Linked DNA regions of Gossypium hirsutum: all the other regions are linked to region 3. A link is a contact called in public Hi-C data. All regions are on one chromosome and are shown on one strand. The core of a region is the stretch at or near the end of the contact, and the rest is flanking DNA. Distances in the headings are between cores, read along the strand shown. Region 1 has its middle 4.9 kb from the start of LOC121229551. Region 2 has its middle 41 kb from the start of LOC107959974. Region 3 overlaps LOC107957312 (a long non-coding RNA gene).

The links. Hi-C and Micro-C count contacts between places; a contact is called where the count stands out from the background.
Region 1: a Hi-C map of leaf shows a contact between it and region 3, with 1.8 times the contacts expected there. The contact joins two enhancer-like sites. A contact is called at or near these places in 2 of 34 Hi-C or Micro-C datasets (both in leaf).
Region 2: a contact with region 3 is called in a Hi-C map of leaf, with 2.9 times the contacts expected there. The contact joins two enhancer-like sites. A contact is called at or near these places in 4 of 34 Hi-C or Micro-C datasets (all in leaf).

What each region holds. Positions count from the first base shown.
Region 1 is chrA05:74,967,772-74,970,471 of Gossypium_hirsutum_v2.1, forward strand. It overlaps the pseudogene LOC107960569. Among protein-coding and RNA genes, the nearest start is that of LOC121229551, 4.9 kb to the right of the region's middle. Within about 2 kb of position 1,445, at least 4 of the 9 cell types and tissues checked have an H3K27ac peak or open chromatin away from gene starts, as enhancers often do. A contact at or near this core is called in leaf, where this site is marked.
Region 2 is chrA05:74,858,453-74,861,152 of Gossypium_hirsutum_v2.1, forward strand. No RefSeq gene overlaps it. Among protein-coding and RNA genes, the nearest start is that of LOC107959974, 41 kb to the left of the region's middle. Within about 2 kb of position 1,254, at least 3 of the 9 cell types and tissues checked have an H3K27ac peak or open chromatin away from gene starts, as enhancers often do. A contact at or near this core is called in leaf, where this site is marked.
Region 3 is chrA05:74,581,454-74,584,153 of Gossypium_hirsutum_v2.1, forward strand. It overlaps LOC107957312 (a long non-coding RNA gene), which reads left to right. Exons shown (of 2, transcript XR_001700406.2): 2 at 650-980. Among protein-coding and RNA genes, the nearest start is that of LOC107957312, 4.0 kb to the left of the region's middle. Within about 2 kb of position 1,413, at least 3 of the 9 cell types and tissues checked have an H3K27ac peak or open chromatin away from gene starts, as enhancers often do. A contact at or near this core is called in leaf, where this site is marked.

The sequences.
Region 1 (2,700 bases), core at 195-2,694, 390 kb after region 3:
AGATGGAATTACCATATTTTATTGCTTATAAGTAGATCTTTCACAGTCAAATATTTTACTTTTAATCCTTTAATGGGGATGATGACAAAAGAAGATCATAAAGATAATCACAGTCAATTCAATTTAATAACAAGAGTAATCAATAACTCAATCCTCTCTTTTTTTTCATCCTTTCAAAATAGATATTTATAGCAATAGTGATTTATATGAAATATAATTTTTTATTCATTCACAATCTCAATATGAGATCCATTATAAATATCTTTTAAAACCAATGGATTAACCATCACAAGATATTAATATATTAGCTCTTCTAGAGCTTTCGACTAATTTTGTACTCCCAAATATTGAAATAATATCGGTTTTTGTTTTCTTTTGCATTCACTTTGGGGAATATAATAGATTTACTAGGATGAACTTATAAACGTCCCAAATTTCATAATCACCATCGCAAACACGTGTGGATTTCAAATCAAAATTTATCTATTCATGTTGTCATGATTAGTCTCGAATTATAATAAATATGACATAATAAATAAATCATAATAAAATATATCTGAAGATCTAAGTGGTTAAAGGTTTTAATGATTACCCATAGTGCGCAGGCTTCAATTGAAGACTAAAATTGCAATAGCTCTAGAAGGCAATCGACAAAAACTTGAGCAGTAGATCTGGAATGTCTGTATTATAAAATAAAAGAGAATCGTGCAGATAATGTGTTATAAAATAAAAAGACAGAAAGTAAAGGACAAAGAGGATGGGAGAGCAAAAAGAGAGCGTATTTTATTGATCAATCGAAATTTTTACAATGCTTCTCCAAAATCTATATTTACAGACATAAGAAGTATAAATGAAATAGAACTCTACTTCTAATGACTATTAGAATTTAAAATATATCAAAACTTATCTAGATCTTGATGGACATTCACTTAATAAAATATTTATAACAATATTTAGAATAGAAGTGTTTTTAAAAATAACATATAATAAAATTTTTAAAATTTAATTAAAGATTATTAATTGGTTTAGTGATGAAGAATTTGTTTATAAATTTATTAAAATTATTCTTTAAAATGTTAATTTTAATTTAATTTTATAGAAAAATAAAAAAAACTATCAAAATAATAATAATTTAATAAAAAGATATATTAATTATTTCCTAATTGAAATGATACCAAATTAATTAATCAAGTCCTTCTGATTTGAGATAACTAATGAAATCAATTTCCTTAACATTTTCTCTTATCTAAATAAAAATAAGTTAATGAAACGAAGAAATGATTTCTTTTCTATTACTTCAATCCAAATATAGGATTAATAAATATCAATTAATATTATATTTAAATCCAACTTTTAACACTAACGGGTCAGATCCAACCATCGACTAAGTCACAGCTATGGCTATAAACAACGATTTCCCGCTGGATATTTTGGCCGACTCGCTTAGCTTATCGTAGCAAAACAAGCTGTCGTTTTGCCTGAAACGCTTACTGTAACATCCACAGTGTTGTAAGGCTAGAATTAACCCTCAACTCAAAGCCAAATAACCCAGAAAACAAAAGAACAAAGGAGCAGTGCAAGTATTTCTCTTTCCAACATGGAGGTAATGAGTCCACTCAAACCCCATCCTAACTCTCCCTCCCCCACCAAGAAGTTGCTGCCTTTCGCTCTTTATGCTCTCCTCCCCATAGCTCTTCTTCGCTTCTACTTTCACCCTTTTCATCACCTCCCTCCCAACAATCCCACCATCCTCACCAAAGGTATTTTCAGCAACCAAAAGTACTTGTCAACCTTTTATCCTTAATTACCATGAGTTTTTAGTTATTGGGTGATATTAATGAACCAACTTTTTTTGTTCTTTTATAGAAGAAGAAATAGTTTATGAAACTCCATGTGACTACACCGACGGCAGATGGGTACACGACAAGATGGGGCCTCTGTACAATGGCACAACCTGTGGTACAATCAAGGACGGTCAAAATTGTATCTCTCATGGGAGACCTGACTTGGATTACCTTTATTGGAGATGGCGAGCAAGCCAATGCAAGCTCCCCAGGTTTAATCCCAATACTTTCTTGCATCTCTTAAGTAACAAGCACATAGCTTTTGTCGGAGATTCCATGGCTAGGAACCAACTGGAATCACTTCTTTGTATGCTAGCCACTGCCTCCAATCCTAACCTGGTTTATAGAGGTGGGGAGGATAACAAGTTTCGTACATGGCATTTTGCTTCTCATAACATTACTATATCAGTGTACTGGTCACCATTTCTAGTTAAAGGTGTTGAGAAATCAAAAGCTGGTCCAAATCATAATGAATTATATGTGGACACTGTTGATGAGAAGTGGGGTTCTGATTTGGACCATATAGATATGATTCTACTCTCGATAGGGCATTGGTTTCTTCATCCAGCAGTTTATTATGAGGGTGATTTAGTATTAGGTTGTCATTACTGCCCTGGACTAAATCACACTGAGATTGGATTTTACGATGTGATGAGGAAGGCCTTAAAGACTGCGCTTAAGACAATAATTGAGAGAAAAGGGGCTAATGGTAATAGAATTGATGTGTTCCTCGCCACGTTTTCACCTTCACATTTTGAAGGTGAATGGAATAAGGCTGGTGCTTGTCCAAAGACTAAACCTTTTAAGGAAGGAGAGAAGATGCTTGAAGGGATGGATGCAGATATGAGAGCAATTG
Region 2 (2,700 bases), core at 4-2,503, 280 kb after region 3:
GGAATGATGAGACCTATAGTTGTTGTGATCTTTGAATGAAATTTCAAAGTAAATTTTAAGTATTTAGATTTACTAAAAGATAAAAAAAATCCCTAAATGAAACATTAGATTCATCATTTAATTTTTTAAAATAGTTATCAACAAAACAAGTTGCATATTTTATAGATATGAAAAAGATGCAGTTAACTCACAAGAGTATGCTATGAATGATGGGTAATCAAGGTGAAGAAAATCATGTTCATGTTACTAATAGTGAGTACTGAGAGAACAATTACGAAGATAGTGGATATAATAATCGTTTCGTGAAAGTTACACTTTTATAATTCATTTTGATAAAGGGAGTGCTACTTGCAAACTTAAGTACAAGTGCTTTAACAATTTACTCAATGTGGAGGGAAAAAAGTAGTTATATACCCGAGAAAAGTTAAGAAGTAAACTTCTTGATAGTCTCTGTGTTTGAGCTTCCAAGTCATGCTTTTCAAGGCATCCCAATAGTGGAGCAAATCGTACAATCTTACCAAAGAGTGATTTTGTAGGGAACAATATTTTCTGACACTACTATTAACAGAAGTGTTAATAACAAAAAAAAATGATATCTATTGTGTAACTAGTATGACATTAATATTAGATATTAAATATTTATAATCTAAATATTAAAAATATGTTACTAAACATTAAATAATAAATATTTTTTAAAATAGAAAAAATAAAGTACTTATAGACATAAATGAGCTACTTATAGATCTAAATGAGCTCCACTTCATTTATAATTTCAAAGTTTATTTAAAATATAAGTGGAGCTTTTAGTTATTTTTCAAATTGATAATGTATTATGTAATTAATATCACATTAAAGTTTAACATGAAACATTATAATCTAATCATTAAAAAAATATATTAAGTTCACTAAAAATAAATAAAAAACAGAAAAATATTATAAAAAATTGAATGTGTTTTGGTTAATAATTTACATTGATTTGAGCAAAATTTAAAGTAAATATTTTAAGTTGATAAGCTGAAGCAAATACGTATAACATTGACCTACTTTTCACCTCTATTGTAAATGATGACAACTTATTAAAATGAATTAATTATCCCATATCTGCTAAATCTTTGAGCTTTATTGTTCTTATCAGATTATGGCTATGCAAATTTTGTGGCTGAGAAGATAAACATCAAATGTTGAACACCAAGTCCACAAAACACTTAAGTCCTGGATGTTGGACTTGGTCCATTGGGCTAAACCATTCAGCAAAATATAATTCATGGCCCAACATGCAAATGCCAAAATAGACATATCTGATAAACTAATCCAAAGCATCAACTATTGTGGTTTTGCATTTCTTTCATCAAAAATAATTTATACAAAATGTTTTCCTGTTTGTTTTATGGAAAATGAGTTATAGACTTACACTTTGAAAAATAGTCATTTTCTGAAAAAAAACTTATTTATAAATAATTTTATTTTTATATAAAAATTAACTTGAATCAAGTATAATATTATTATATTAATAATAAATTTTAATTTTAAAAAAAGTTTAGACATATTAAAGTATTAATATCAAATATTACAATGTTGAATATTATTATACACATTTTAAATTATTTATATTTAACAATATAATAAATTATTAATTTAATGTATTATTTTAATAAAAATTATGCAATATTACAATTTTATTTAATAATAAATTTTAGCAATAATTATCTCAAAATTTAAATAATATTCTTAATATATTATCATACATATTTATACTAAAATTTTAATAATAAATATATTAGATTTTATAATTATTTAATAATAACTTTTTATAGTATAAAATATGAATTAATATTTTAATTATAAAAATTAAATATTTTTTAAAATCATGCTTAGCTTCATTTATTTCCCCCAATTCCAATGTGTCAATATACACTTTCATATATGTAATTTAAATTAAGTTTTAATTATGTATTGTTTATTATAAAGTTTATATATTATATTAATTATTATAAAATATAATCTTATTATGAACAAAATTCTTCTGCCCCTCTTTGGTGTCCACTTTGTTGCCCATTCAATAAGTTTTTAACATGTGCATTCTTTTATTTTAAGTGAGCTTTCTTGCTATTCTATTTCCGTTTAGTGTCCATTTACAGCTAAAAGAAGAAAAATAAAAGTTTGAAGAGAGAGTTCATAGAATTCTTCTCTACACCAAAGTTTCCTCTTCCCAAAAACTTATCACACAATTTTGTTTTCTTTATAGGCTTAAACTTTATTTCACAAATTCTTTTATGGGTTTCATTTGATTTAATTAATTATCCAAATATTAAGAAATCATCCTTTTCCTAACCTATTTCAGATTGAAACTTTGCACTTTGCTAAGGATATGAGTCTCTAAAAGATCGAGATAGAAGGAGACTCACTGTAATTAGTTCAAGGCAAAGAGACTAAAACTAAAATTAAGGAATCTAGAAAATCAATAAAATGAACAATAAATCATAGATTTGTTGAACCAATTCGAGGCAATTGTTAGAATTATTAGGATCTAGTGTCCTTAGTGTAGTGATTACATTTATATATTTGTAATTTTTAGAACAATTTGGTTTAATAAAAGTACATCATTATTATTAATATTTTTTGTATATTGTCCTCAACAGTGTTTGCACGCAAAACAAAATGAAAGCAAATATTGGCTCACTAATTATCTAAACTTCTAAC
Region 3 (2,700 bases), core at 163-2,662:
AAAATTTTGAATTTTTTTTAAAAAATTATGTTTTAAATTACTATTTCAATAGACATAATTATTAAGGTAAATATTCATAAAAATTGAAATAAAAAATAACTGTTATTGAAATTATTGCCTTTAAAAGGAAAAACCGAAAAGGATGAGTAAAAATGATTTTTGAAGTAAATAAATTTTAAATTATTTCAATGAAAATAACTCACACCAATAATGATTTTAAAATATTTTCATAGAAAATCATAATTACAAAATGCATGTAAAAATTATATATAATATATAGTAAAAAGAATAAAAAAGAACTAAAGGCATTTTTGAAATAAAAGGAAAATTTTACAAGTTGTGCAAAGAAAAAAAAGTCATACAAGTTAATACAAAAATTAAAAGTATAATAATTACTATAATTTGAAATTAATAAGTTCAAATAAAAATTAAGTAATTTATATGATATCACAAAGGGTAAAGTACATATATAATCACTCAATTTTTCAAAAATTTCATTTTAAGCATTTAAAATAAAAATATTTACATTATAAAATTTTTATTTTAATCACTTCAGTTAAAATTGCATAACATTCCCACTATTTTTTGTTTCTTTCCGGCTCCACTACATGCATTTAAATATTTTATTTTCTCCTATTTTTAATTGCAGCACTTCCTTGGGCGCCGCACCATCGAGAACCGAAACCAAGCAAGAGCAGAACCCTTTCGCCGAAACCGCTGTCAACTCAGAGTCTACTGTTCCCTTCAGAGTGCATTTGGGCATCGAGTCAAACTCGGGCCGTGCAACATATGACCCGGTTCGAATCAGTCGGGGAGAGGAGGGAGAAGATAATCGTAGTAAAGGATGAGAGAAAATTTGTAAAGAATGTCTGTTAGCTCAGATGGAAGCTTTTATAGAGAAGTTCCTCTGTAGGGTCTATACATGTATAACAAAATTAGTCTACATTTTCCATCTAAATAAATCAAATTTGTTTCTCAAACATTGAACCCAAAAGACAACGCAAATGCAAGTGTTTGGAGACTGTGTAACAGCAAAATTTCAAAGTTTTTCAAATGATTAACGATTGAACAGCGGTTTTTGGGCGTGGGAGATGAAGAATTTCAACAGAATTTTCGCGTAGGAGATGAGCGTCTGGGTTGGAAACTATGTAACAGCAGAGCATGAAAACGAAGTGGGCTTTGAAGGAAGAGAACCAGGAGGAGATTGAATGCATTTGAGGGACTTGAAGAAGAAGCTTTGATGGACTCAGGGTATTCCATGGAAGTTGAAAAGGAGTGGTTTTGGGCTTGATTTGGGTTTGAGAGATAGCAAATAACAATGAACAGCACGAAAACGAAGAAGCAGCTTTAATGGCTGTGGTAGACAAGAAATCCATGGAAAAGAGAGAGCAAAGAGAAGACTTGAAGTGTCGTGTGTTATTCCGGTTCTTGATGGGGCGGCGGATGAACTTTTTTTTTTAAGGAAGCTGGGCTAATATTAAAACAAAACAGAATAAAAAGAAGTCCAACAAATCAAACCCAAAACAGGAAATAACCCAAACATAAAGCCAATAAAACAAACCAAAAGAAAGCCCAGCAAAGAACAGCTTAAACAGCAGACGATAAAGAGCAATCAGTTCCAACGATGAGCTGTTCCCCAAAACCAGCTGGTTGTTCAACAAAAGAGCAGCTGAAACGCCACCAGCAAAGCAACCAGCAACGATTATCCCAATTCCCAAACATCAAGACTAGAGGTGCTCATGGGCCGGGCCGGGCCTAAAGAACGGGTCTAAAATTTTTCTTAAGCCCGACCCAAATAAAAATACTAAAATTTGGGCTCGGCCCGGCCCGCCCGTATTTATTTTTATATAATTTTTAAATATATATAATACATCAAAAATACTAAAAAAATTAAAATAAATATTTTCCAACAAATTGAAAATAAATTTTAAAAAATATGTAAACTTAAATAGCACTAAGATAGGTGCAACTTAACAAGCAAATACCTCTAAAATAATAACAAAATTAACAAATACTTTTAAAATAATAACAAAATTAATAATAAAATAAGTTTTATACAATATCCAAACAATAACAACAAAATAGTAGCAACTAATAGTAATATGGTAGCAAAATAGGGAGAAAACAACAAGAAAATAACATTCAAAAACAAAACAAAAAATAGCAGATTTTTTTGTCATTTAGTGAATTCGTGCCGGGCCGGGCCCGGGCCAAAAATACCTTACCCGAGGCCCGGCCCATTTTTTAAACAGGCCTTATTTTTTGTCCAAACCCATTTTTCAGGCTTATATTTTTGCCCAAACCCTCCTACATTTCAGGCTGGCCTTCGGGCCGGGCCGAGTAGCCCGACCCATGAGCAGGTCTAATCAAGACCCTTTAAGCGTCCAAATCTAAGAAATCTAGCACACAAGCAACTTCCGAGACTCCCCAAAGACGAAACTCACCCTTTCCAAAACCCATCAAAAACCATTCGAGTCCCCTCAGCTCTCACTTTCCTTCCAAATCAATCCTCATCTAAACGTGCCCCACAAAGTCCTCCCCATTCCCCTTTCCTTGCCTCTAAATACAAACCGTTGATCACTCTCCACTGCCAATAGCGTAAAATCAAGCACTCGCCCATTTAGGTAATAACTATTCCCACCCTTCAAAATCTCTATAGCTAATAAATGGGCCACTATGTTCCCTTCACGAAGCATATGC